2 separate regions of the Mus musculus genome follow, and region 2 is linked to region 1. Evidence: chromatin contacts called from public HiChIP or PLAC-seq data. All regions are on one chromosome and are shown on one strand. The core of a region is the stretch at or near the end of the contact, and the rest is flanking DNA. Distances in the headings are between cores, read along the strand shown.

The links. HiChIP or PLAC-seq counts read pairs in DNA pulled down with a chosen protein or histone mark.
Region 2: a contact with region 1 is called in a RAD21 HiChIP or PLAC-seq map of pro-B cells, with 2.2 times the contacts expected there. The contact joins two enhancer-like sites.

The regions. Positions count from the first base shown.
Region 1 is chr14:94,403,903-94,410,637 of GRCm38.p6, reverse strand. No RefSeq gene overlaps it. Among named protein-coding and RNA genes, the nearest start is that of Gm23324, 41 kb to the left of the region's middle. Within about 2 kb of position 2,612, at least 3 of the 459 cell types and tissues checked have an H3K27ac peak or open chromatin away from gene starts, as enhancers often do. A contact at or near this core is called in pro-B cells, where this site is marked.
Region 2 is chr14:94,538,217-94,544,951 of GRCm38.p6, reverse strand. No RefSeq gene overlaps it. Among named protein-coding and RNA genes, the nearest start is that of Gm23324, 93 kb to the right of the region's middle. Within about 2 kb of position 2,656, at least 14 of the 459 cell types and tissues checked have an H3K27ac peak or open chromatin away from gene starts, as enhancers often do. A contact at or near this core is called in pro-B cells, where this site is marked.

The sequences.
Region 1 (6,735 bases), core at 1,363-3,862:
TGGATGCTCAAAGCCAGCCACTGGACTAAACATGGGGACCACAATGGAAGAGTCAGATAAAGGACTGAAGGGGCTGAAGTAGTTTGCAACCTATAGGAAGAACAACAATATCAACCAACCAGACCCCCCCAGAGATCACAGTGACTAAACCACCAACTAACGAGTACACATGAAGCGACCCAGGGCTCCACCTGCATATGTAGCAGTGAATGGCCTTGTTGGGCATTAATGAGATGAAATGGCCTTGGTCCTATGAAGGCTCAATGCCCCACTGTAGTGGAATTCCAGAGAGGGGAGGCAGGAGTTGGTGGGTGGGTGCTCCCCTCTTAGAAGCAGGGGGAGGGAAGGGGATAGATGGTTTCCTGAGTAGAAACTGGGAATGGGGATAACATCTGGTATGTAAATAAATAAAATACTCTACAAAAATATTGTAAAGTTGAAGGTAAATATGAAATACATAGCATTTTAATATTATCTGTTTATATTATAATTTGACTCATGTTTGTTGTTTTTGTTATTGACTTGTTGGGTCTTTTGATGGAAGAACATCTCGTAGCTCAAGGTTGCCTGGGGTTTGTTTTATATCCATGACTAGTCTTAAACATTCAGCAATCCTTCGCTTCTATCTTGAAAGTAATCTTGTCCTTATGGCCCAGAATGCCTGGTTTTGCTTTAGCCGGAAAAGATCCTTGTGCGGGATAATCACATTCAAATTTATTTGTCCGAGCATTTACAAATTGTACTGCCTGCATTGCTATTTGCATAGACATTTCATGCCTCTTTGAACTAATTTTGAGTCACTGATCCATTTCTATTAATTGGAAATGTAAAAATGTACTCTAGAAGACTATCAAAGACACTCAAAAACTTTCATAATGTGCACATGACATGGAAATTCATTAACTGAGAGGAACTTCATCCTCTTAATATTAATCCACAGTTTTTCATTACATGCACAAGTTTTAAGGATGTCTTCAATTACCAAGATCATAGCACAATCTCTCAGTCATATATTATCTTCAGTTGCAAAGTGTGAAAATGTCTGTTAATACAACTTTTGAATGCTTACTTTGTAAAATAGCGGTTAAAGATGCCACCTGATATTAACTATTGAGGAGCTAATATTTATATTCCCTTGCTTGAAACAAGTACAGATTCAAAATTATTTTCTGAAACAATTTTACTAGAAATATGTTAGAATTTCTATGATATCTCCAATATTTTAATTTTATTGCAGATAAGTTTAACTTGAGCCTCATGATCTAATTTAGCTTATCTTGCATCAAAACATTACCACTTTAATCAAATCTTAAAGTGGAATTGGATATTTCTTTAGGCTACAGGCTTGTAAAATATATCCAGAAGTTATCAAGTAATTATTCAATATTTATAATTGAAATTTCATTCATTCATATTATAAGAATTTATATTAGCACTTTATTTTTATGAACTATAACTTATGATATTTATAAATGTTGAGCAGATCTTCCAAAACTTTCACAAAATGAATGCATACTGAATTTTTAAGATCAGAATCTAATTTGGACGGACTTGCTGACCTTAAGGTACCGATACTATTATTCATATAAAAATATGTCTGTGTTTGAAGACAACTCAGTTACTAACATGCAATTGATTATAAAATCATAGTAATAATCTATAATTGTCTCTTATAGAAAGTCTATAGTGGACAAATAGAGAAAAACAAATTTTAATGACTGAAACATGTAAGTCCAAATGAATTCTTATGAATCTGAATTACAGACAGAGCCTAGAAAACTCTCCATGTTCAATCTCCAATGTATCTCTTACAAGACAAAGTAGAGGAACTGAAGTCATTCTACGACTTGGATGATTTTCACAAAAAGGCATATTCACTAGTATAATGCAGCTAATATATGGGAAAATTTTAAAAAATTATATCTTTAGCATAATCTAACTCAATCTACTAGTGACTAAGGAGAGCAAATGATAAAATTTCTATCAGCATATTTCTATCAGCATATTTTCCTAAGATAGATTGAGCATACAGAAAATATAAAGGGATCTCAAGACCAGAAAGTATTTAAAAATTTAAGCCTTGATATGCAGTGGTATCAGTCTATATTTTGATAGCATTTTATATGTCTTTAAGGTATAACGGTGTAGGGTAGACAACTACATTATGTTTAAGGAAAAATGCTTTTGAACAAAATGGAAAATTAATATAAAATCACTACACCAAACATTTTGTGTGGATAATTGAATGAATGGGTTTAATGGAACAAAGTATTTCATACACTTTGTATTCCTTGTAAATCATTCTTTAAAAACTAAGAAGTAGATTTTCTCTCCAATGACTCTCTAAGGCGGGTCCACTCGGGAGTGCACAGGCAGCAGAAGCTGCAGAGCTTCTGGGACATGGTCCTTCAGGCCTACATTTGTGGCCAAAAGGTGGAACTAATCCTTGGTCCTCTGTGCACCTTCCCTGCCAGAGGAGAGCTTGCCTCCAGGGAGTGCTCTGACCACAGAAACCAGGGGGGGGGTGATTGCCATTTTCTCTCCTGTGACTCTCTAAGGCAGGTCCACTCCGGAGTGTACAAGCTGCAGAAGCAGCAGAACAGCTGGGGCAGGTTCCTAAGTGCCTACTTCTGCAGCCAGGAGGTGGGGCTGTTCTGCAGCCCTCTGTGCACTGGTATTGCCTGGAGAAAACTTATCTCCCAGGAGTGCTGACACAGGTTTACAGATTCACAGGAGGAAAAAGCTCCAGCCAGAGACAGCAAGAACATGCAACCCAGACATTACCAGATGGCTAAAGGCAAACACTTGGCATCATCAGAAACAGAATTCTCACCGCAGCAAGTCCTAGATACCCTTAAACACAAGAAAAGCAAGATTTGGATTTGAGATAATATCTCATGATGCTGGTAGAGGATTTTTAAAAGGACATTAATAAATCCCTTAAAGAACTACAGGAGAACACAGCTAAACAGGTAGAAGCCCTTAAAGAAGAAACAAAAATCCCTTAAAGAATTTCAGGAAAACACAACCAAACAGGTGAAGGAAGTGAACAAAATCATCCAGGATAAAAAAAATAGCAGTAGAAACAGTAAAGAAATCACAATGGGAGACAATTCTGGAGATAGAAACCCTAGGAATGAAACCAGGAGACAAAGATGCAAGCACAACCAACAGACTACATATGATGGAAGAGAGAACCTCAGGTGCAGAAAATTCCATAGAAAACATGAACACAACAATCAAAGGAAGTACAAAATGCAAAAGGATCCTAACTCAAAACATCCAGGAAATCCAGGTCACAATGAGAAGACCAAAGCTAAGGCTAAAAGGTATAGATGAGAATAAAGAATTTCAACTTAAAGAGCCAGTAAATATCTTCAAAACTATTATAGAAGAAAACTTCCCTAACCTAAAGACAGAAATGCCCATGAATATACAAGAAGCCTACAGAACGCTACATAGACAGGACCAGAAAAGAAATTCCTACTGATATCTAATAATCAAAACACCAAGTGCACTAAACAAAGAGAGAATATTAAAAAGCAGTAAGGGTAAAAGGTCAAGTAAGGTATAGAGGGAGACCTATTAGAATTTCACCAGACTTCTCACCAGAGACTATGAAAGCCAGAAGAGCTTGCACAGATGTTATACAGACACTAAGAGAACACAAATGCCAGCCCAGGCTACTATACCCGGCCAAACTCTCAATTACCATAGATGGAGAAACCAAAGTATTCCACGACAAAACCAAATTCACACAATATCTTTCTATGAATCCAGCCCTTCAGAGGATAATTATGGGAAAACGCAAACACAAGGACACAAACAATGCCCTAGAAAAAGCAATAAAGTAATCCTTCAACAAACTTAAAAGAAGACAGTCAAAAGAAAAGAAAGCCAACTCTAAAAACAAAAATAACAGGAAGCAACAATTACTTTTCCTTAATATCTCTTAATATCAATGGACTCAATTCCCAAATAAAAAGACAGATTAACAGACTGGCTACACAAAGAGGACCCAACTTTTTGCTGCTTATAAGACACCTACATCAGGGAAAAAGACAGACACTATCTCAGGGTAAAAGCCTGGAAAACAATTTCCTGAGCAAATGGTCCAAAGAAACAAGCTGGAGTATCCATTCTAATATCGAATAAAATCAACTTCCAACCCATAATTATCAAAAAAGACAAGGAGGGGCACTTCATACTCATCAAAGGTAAAATCTTCCAAGAAGAACTCTCAATTCTGAACACATATGCTCCAAATGCAAGGGCATCCACATTCATTAAAGAAACTATAGTAAATCTCAAAGCACCTCACACAATAATAGTGGGAGACTTCAACACCCCATTCTCATCAATGAATAGGTACTGGAAACAGAAACTAAACAGAGACACATGGAAACTAACAGAAGTTATGAAAGAAATGGATTTAACATATATCTGAATAACATTTTATCCTAAAAAAAAAGGTATACCTTCTTCTCAGTACCTCATGTCACCTTCCCCCAAATGAAACCATATATTTGTCATAAAACAGGCTTCAACATATACAAAAATATTGAAATTCTCTGATGGATCCTATCAGATCACCACTAACTAACGTTGATCTTCAATAACAATGTAAATAATAGAAAGCCAACATTCACATGGGAGCTGAAGAACACATTACTCAAAGATACCTTGGTCAAGGAAGAAACAAAGAAAGAAATCAAGGATTTTTTTAGAGTTTAATGAAAATGAAGCCACAATATACCCAAACTTATGGGATTCAATGAAAGCATTCTTAAGGGGAAAACTCATAGCTCTGAGTGCCTCCAAAAAGAAACTAGAGAAAGCACACACTAGCAGTATGACAACACACCTAAAACCTCTAGAACAAAAGGAATCAAATTCGCTCAAGAGGAGTAAACTGGAGGAAATAATCAAACTCAGGGCTGAAATCAACTAAGTGGAAACAAAAAGAACTATTCAAAGAACCAACCAAACCAGGAACTGGTTCTTTGAGAAAATCAACAAGATAGATAAACCAGACTCACTAGAGGGCACAGGGACAGTATCCTAATTAACAAAATAAGAAATGAAAAGGGAGACGTAACAACAGAACCAGAGGAAATCCAAAACACCATGAGATCCTACTACAAAAGACTACACTCAACAAAACTGGAAACCTGGATGAAATGGACAAATTTCTAGACAGATACCATATACCAAAGTTAAATCAGGATCAGATCAATGACCGAAACAGTCACATATCCCTTAAAGAAATATTAGCAGTCATTAATAGTCTCCTAACCAAAAAAAAGCCCAGGACCTGATGGATTTAGTGCAGAATTCTATCAGACCTACAAATAAGATCTAATTTCCATTCTCCTCAAACTATTCCACAAAATAAAAACAGAAGGTACTATACCCAATTCATTCTATGAAGCCACAATTACTCTGATACCTAAACCACAGAAAGACCCAACAAAGATAGAGAACTTCAGACCAATTTCCCTTATGAATATCGATGCAAAAATACTCAATAAAATTTTCGCTAATCAAATATAAGAATTCATCAAAACAATCATCCATCCTGACTAAGTAGTTTTCATTCCAGGGATGTAGGGATGGTCTAATATATGGAAATCCATCAACATAATCCACTATATAAACAAACTCAAAGACAAAAACCACATGATCATCTCATTAGATGCTGAGAAAGCATTTGACAAAATCCAACACCCATTCATGATAAAAGTCTTGGAAAGATCAGGAATTCAAGGTCCATACCTAAACATGATAAAAATCTATCTACAGCAAACCAGGACCCACCATCAAAGTAAATGGTGAGAAGCTTGAAGTAATCCCACTAAAATCAGGGACTAGACAGGGCTGTCCACTCTCTCCCTACCTATTCAATAAAGTACTTGAAGTCCTAGCCAGAGCAATTCAACAACAAAAGAAGATCAAGGGGATACAATTTGGAAAGGAAGAAGTCAAAATATCACTTTTTGCAGATGATATGATAGTATATATAAGTGATCCTAAAAATTCTACCAGAGAACTCCTAAACCTGATAAACAGCTTTGGTGAAGTAGCAGGATATAAAATTAACTCAAACAAGTCAATGGCCTTTTTCTACACAAAGGATAATCAAGCTGAGGAAAAAATTAGGGAAACAACACCCTTCTCAATACTCACAAATAATATAAAATACCTTGGTTTGAGTCTAACTAAGGATGTGAAAGATCTGTGTGATAAGAACTTCAAGTCTTGGAAGAAAGAAATTAAAGATCTCAAGAGATGGAAAGATCTCCCATGTTCATGGATTGGCAGGATCAATATAGTAAAAATGGCTATCTTGCCAAAAGCAATCTACAGATTCAATGAAATCCCCATCTAAATTCCAACTCAATTCTTAATGGAATTAGAAAGGGCAATTTGCAAGTGCATCTGGAATAACAAAAAACTTAGGATATCAAAAACTCTTCTCAATGATAAAAGAACCTCTGGTGGAATCACCAAGCCTGACCTAAAACTGTACTACAGAGCAATTGTGATAAAAACTACATGGTACTGGTACTAAGATAGACAGGTATATCAATGGAATAGAATTAAAGACCCATAAATGAAAACACACACCTATGATCACTTGATCTAAGACAAGGGAGCTAAAACCATCCAGTGGAAAAAAAGACAGCATTTTCCAGAAATGGTGCTAGTACAACTGGCAGCTGTCATGTAGAAGAA
Region 2 (6,735 bases), core at 1,407-3,906, 130 kb before region 1:
TTGTTAAATGTGCCACATTTTCATTATCCACTTATCAGTTGATGGATCTCTAGGTCATTTCCAATTTCTGACTGTTATGAACAGAGCAGCAAGGGAAATCGATAAGTATGTAACTCTTCATTAAGATATGGTGTCCTCTGGGTATGCTTTACGTATATGCTTAAGCACAGTATAGCAAATAATGTCATTCATTCATTCATAAGTATTTCATTGAGACTTTTTTGCATCTATGTTCATAAACTACATTGATCTGTAACTTTCTCTTTGGTTTAGACTTTATATAGCTTTGGTAACAGGGCTATACTGGACTTGTAAAAATAATCTTAAAATTTTCCATTTCTATTTAGTGGAGCAATGTAAAAGTGCTAATATTATATCTCTTCTGATAAAGTTTGCTATAATGTGATACCTAATCCAATTGTCTCTGGACATTTTGTTTTATTTATTATTTGGTAATCTTTTAATTTCTGCTTCTGTTTTACCTGGTGTTGTGTAAATTTTTTTTAATTTCATGATGTTTAAATTTTGTTATATTGTATCTATCAAGGAATCTTTCCATTTCTTTTAGATTGCTTAGTTTGGAAAAATACAGTATTTTACAATATCTCCTAAGGAGTCTTTGAATTTCCTAGTCTTCTAATGTTTCCATTTTCTTCTCTATTTTTATTGCTTTGATATTTCTTTGTCTTTTGATCAACTAAGCTAATATTTTGTCAATCATGTTGTCAATCATCGAATCCTTTTTCATTAATTTTGTATTTTTATCCATATAGCTACTATTTAATGCATTTCAGGCCTTTATTTTGCTATTTCTTCCTATGTAGTCTCATTATTTTATAACTTCTTTTGATTTTCTAGAGCTGTCAAACATGTCATTATTATATCAACATGTGGATTCTCCATTTTATTTCTTTTTTAATATATGTAAATGGTTCTATCAGTTTGCCACTCTGGATTGTTTCCATGGTTTGGAAATATTGATTCTTAATTTTCATTCAGCATCTAAAATACTTCAACATCCTTCTTGATGTTTGTCTTGATAAACTTTTCATCTAGTGCTAAGCTGTTCAGTATACATGAGTTTGTATAATTTTTTGTCATTTCTTTCTTTTTTTTTCTTTTTTAGAATATGCTTTAATCCATGGTGTTCAGATAAGATACAAGGTGTTGTTTCAATCTTATTTTGATTCTGAAATTTTGCTTTGTGTCCAGTAACTGGATCAGTGTTGTAGAAAGTTTTATGGCCTTCTGATCCGGAAGCTTATTCTCTAGCATTTGTGTGGAATTCTCTATAGACATGTCTTAGGTTCACTTCATGTATGGCATGATTTAACTTCAGTATTTCTGTTTATTTCTGTCTGGATGTCTGATCTATAGGTAAGATTGAGATACTGAAGCCCCTTGCCATTGCTGTTTTAAGATCAATTTTATTTAAACTATAGTGGTAATTCTTCTATACACTGGGTTGCCCTTGCTTATGATGTACAAATGTTTAAAGTTGTAATATATTCTTAATAAATTATCTTTTGTAATAAGTATGTAGTAGCCTTCTCCTCTGTGGATTAGGGTTTTTTTTTTTCTTTTTTTCCTTTTTGAAACCTGTTTTGTTAGATACTACAATATCTATAAGTTGCTTCTTGATTTCTTTTTCTTCTTTTGTTTTCTTTCTTCCTTCCTTTCTTTTTTTCTTTCTTTTCTCATTCTCTCCTTTCTTTTGACTTAAGGCAACATCATTCCTTGTCAGTGAGTTTTATTCCTAGGATGCAGCAAAACGATGTCTCTGATGCGAATATTCTTTCCTTCCCTTGGAGAAACTAAGCAATGTCTACTCCTGCTCTCAATCTTACAATGGCAGATTAAGGGATAATTCCACCAAAGTTCATGCTGGGGAACCAATGAATTTACTTCACTTCCTTACAGAGCCTAGATGAGGAGTTAGATAGATTTCGGTATTCTTTCCCCGAACCTGCTACACCTAGAAAGTGTTATCAACTAGAGCTTCTCCATTCCCACATAACAGACTCCCTGCTCTCTGTCTACTCTAATCCCTCCCCTAGGCCAGGGGCAGAGTTCCCACATGAAAAGGCAAAGTGGCCATATTCTGACCATCCATATGGGAAGGTCCAATGTAAACATGCCATCTGGGATTATCTTCTGCAGGCAGATTTGATATAGAAGAGCTAATTTCTTCAAGATAGAAGTTGTATGGCTCAGAGGACAGTCACTCGTGACCATCTTTGAATGAGTAGCATTCAGTCTCATGTAATATTAAACATGATGTGGGTGCAGAATTCTTTACATGGGTCGTATAAGTTTTGATCCCAATACAAGTACACATTCCATCAAAGCTTAACAAGAGTTCATAATAAGGTGTTCCTCTCAGGTCCAAAAATAATAAATCAATATATTTTTAAAGGCATTACCTGTCCTTAACTCTTTCTCAGATTATGTACTAATCAACTTTCTGTTACTTTTTGTCCTTCGAGGAACCAGAACAAATAAATTGAATGGCTCTCTTGGTACCCCGGAAAAGCTGAACTTATTACAGCTCTTACAAAGAAGGAAAGAAGTTCTCGAAGCCTTTGTGGGGCAGGTAGCCAAGATCTCACTCCCTCTGCAATGCCAGTTCCAACGGCAGGGGCAACATGGGCCGCAACAATGGTGTGCGACCTTAGAGAACATAAGATGACCGCTGAAAGTCCTTTCCAGGATAGCACCCTGGGGACTTTCCACTAGAAGGTTGTGATGAACACTTCCTTCCCCAAATGACCCAGCAAAACAAGCTTTACAAGGAAGCCCTGACCACAATGCAGGTGCAGATAACGACCAAAAGTGTTTCAGTTCCCTCTTCTGGTGACTAAGACCTCACCTCACCTGGAGCCACAAATGCTGAGAAAGATCAGTTCGGGCCACCACTGGGCTTAAACCAACGGTATGGGGGACTTTTGGGATAGCATTGGAAATGTAATTGAGGAAAATATGTAATAAAAAAAAGTGTGTGCTTATTATCTTCGGGGTCACCTCTTCCCCAATTGTAGGACAGCCCCAGAGCACACTGGATCAATAAACCTCTTGCTTGTTGCATGGATCTCCTTCTCTGTGTTTCTGACAGTGGGACATTCTTGATGAAAGACTCTTCTGGTCTTAAAATGGCAGCGACAGGGGCAGCTAAACAGTGAGCATAGCCTGTCAGGCAGGTCCAAGATCCAGTGATAAATGCGTTGGACAAAAGAGAACTCTTCCCATGTGTTACAGCTCAGTAAAAGAGTCACTCTCAGAGGATTTTTTTGTGAAATATCTTGTATACTGTATACTTTATTCCACGTGGACAAGAATTTTAAAAACATCGAGGAGTGGGTGGTGGCGGTGATGGTCTTGGTGCAGGGATCGATGTTTCTTAGTGGCACAATTTGAGATGTTTGTAGTGCTCTATTTGCATGGAAAAGGATGCCAGATGTTTTTGGTACCTGACTGATTGTCAAGGTCCTCTCAGCAGGGTGTCATGGCTACCCCTTGGAAAGCATGCATCCAAGGAGTGTTTCCTCTCCCTGTATTCTCATTTCTGAGATTCACAGGGGTCTGAGCTCACTCAGTCTGATCAGTTCTTCTGTCTGGTGGCATGGTCCACTTGCCCCACATTTTCTGTGAAAAATATTCATAAAATTACTATAATGGAAAGAAGATTTGTTTGGGAACACTGTTGGGGTCCAGATGTTTTAGTCAGGGTCACTTCTATCTGGAACAATATGAAATAGATCATGACCTTAGATAGATCTTAGGAAGAAACAGAGTCTCTGCTCTCATGGCCCCGGGAACAGATGCATTGAAAAAGATGCTTACAGTCAGCTATTAGATGGAACTCAGGGACCCCAATGGAGGAGCTAGAGAAAGTACCCAAGGAGCTGAAGGGGTCTGCAACCCTATAAGTGGAACAACAATATGAACTAACCAGTATCCCTGGAGCTCATGTCTCCAGCTGCATATGTATCAGAAGATGGCCTAGTCAGCCATCATTGGAAAGAGTGGCCCATTGGACACACAAACTTTATATGCCCCAGTACAGGGGAACGCCAGGGCCAAAAAGGGGGAGTGGGTAGGTAGGGGAGCAGGGTGGGGGAGGGGAGAGGGAACTTTCATTATAAGCATTTGAAATGTAAATAAAGAAAATATCTAATAAAAAAGAATGAAAAGAAACAAAAAAGAAAAATCCAGTATAACAGTATATAATGTATCTTTTTAAATTACATGGTACAATTTTTTAAATATTATTGGATACTTTATTTACATTAAAAATGTCCCCTGCCCCTACCCCCTATCCCTACCCTTGCTCACCAACGCACCCACTCCCACTTCCTGGCCCTGGCATTTCCCCACACTGGGGCATAGAACCTTCATAGGACAAAAGACCTCTTCTCCCATTGATGTCCAACCATACCATCCTCTGCTACATATGCAGCTGGAGCCATGAGTTCCACCATGTGTGCTCTTTGATTGGTAATTTAGTCCCTGGGAGCTCTCGGGGTACTGGTTAGTTCATATTGTTATTCCTCCTATGGGGCTGCAAACCCCTTCAGCTCCTTGGGTCCTTTCTCTAGCTCCTTTATTGGGAACCCTGTGCTCTGTCCAGTGGATGTCTGTGAGCACCCACCTCTGTATTTGTTTATATACTTCATATAAATTTGTATAATTCAATATAAATTTAGTTTTAGATCTAAAAAGAAAAAGAAAAAAAGGCTATGACAACAATAGTTAAGGATTGCTTAAAGACATTTTAAAATTTAAACTTAAACAGATGTATTTGTTTGTTTTACTTTATTATCTAAATTATAAGTCTGTTTTATAGTAAAACTATATTTCTTTTAATTTTAATATGGCAAGAAAAATATATATTCATTCCAATTTAGATAGATAGATAGATAGATAGATAGATAGATAGATAGATAGATAGATAGATAGATGGATAGATAGATAGCAGACCTTGGATAATGACTGAGGTCTAGGTCCAGAAGAAATAGGAAAAAACAGGTTAAAGCACTAGTGTTAATAATAGGCACACTCAAAAATATGAGAAAGATAAATGTCAGAATTGGTTAAAAAGAAATTGGCCTTATATTTTGCCTTTAAATCATCCCAAAACCATAGTGTAACATGATCAAGCTTAAATCTCCAACCTTACAGCCAATATCAAATTAAAAGGAGACATACTTGAAGCAAGCCCACTAAAACCGGGGACAAGACAAGGATGCCCATTTTCCCCATATCTACTAAACATAGTACTTGAAGTGCTAGCACAAACAATAAGAAAACAAAAAGACATCAAGGGAATACAAATTGGCAAAGAAGAAATAAAGTTATCACTGTTTGCAGATATATAGTAGTATATATAAGTGACCCCAAAATTTGTACCAGATAACTTCTCCAGCTGATAAACAACTTCAGCAAAGTGGCTGGATATGAGATTAACTCAAATAAATCAGGAGCCTTCCTCTACACAAAAGATAAATAGGCTGAGAAAGAAATTAGAGAAACAACAGCCTTCACAATAGTCACAAATAATATAAAATATCTTGGGATAGCTCTAACCAAACAAGTGAAAGACCTATATGACAATAACTTCAAGTCTCGCAAGAAAGTTATCAAAGAAGATCTCAGAAATGGAGAGATCTCCCATGCTCATGGATTGGCAGAATTAACATAGTAAAAATGGCCATCCTACCAAAGGCAATCTACAGATTCAATGCAATCCCCATCAAAATCCCAACACAATTCTTTAAAGACATCGAAAGAGCCATTCTCAAATTCAACTAGAAAAGCAAAAAAAACCCAGAGTGGTGAAACAGTTCTTAACAATAAAAGAACTGCTGGGGGAATCACCATCCCTGACCTCAAGCTTTACTACAGAGCAATAGTGATAAAAACTGCATGGTAATGGTACAAAAACAGACAGGTTGGTAAATGGAATAGAATTGAAGATCCAGAAATAAAACCATACACTCACAGATACTTGATCTTTGACAAAGAAGTCAAAAATATACAATGAAAAAAGAAAGCATCTTCAATAAATGGTGCTGGTCTAACTTGCTGTCTGTATGTAGAAGAATGAAAATAGGCCCATATTTGTCACCTTGCCAAAAGCTCAAGTCCAAGTGGATTAAGGACATCAGCATAAAACCAGGTTAAAATCTTTAAAGCAACAATTTTAATCAAGGGGAAGTGATTCTAAATGCCACCTCATTGTCTCAGCTTCCAGTTACATACATTAAGATTGATCCAGACACTATCAATTTATTGAAAAGTTTAGCCTTTTAAATCATTCAGCTGCTGATGAATTTCAGAACTGAGTATCTTATATAGTACCCCACTTAAACAGATTTGTTAAAAGAAAAATAATCATTTGAAAAAATGATATTTTTATCACAAAATCTGCACAAATCTTCAAGCATGAGTAGGGCAGAAATGATATTAAGAATATTGGGTAAGATATATATGTCTATTGAGTAGTCTTCATAGTGTTTGATATAATAAAAATAAGTAAGCATGTATTTCACTTCCTTGGGAGATGATTTTTGTATTATCAAGGTGATATTCTGTTTTTGTTTGTTTGTTTGTTTGTTTGTTTTTAAAGTGGCATGGGGTAGAGCAGGAACACTGATTGACAAGGTCACAGTTTCTTGGAAGTGCCCCTCCTTTAAGAACATCATACCAGATGAAACGCTCCAGGAGGATGTGGGCTAT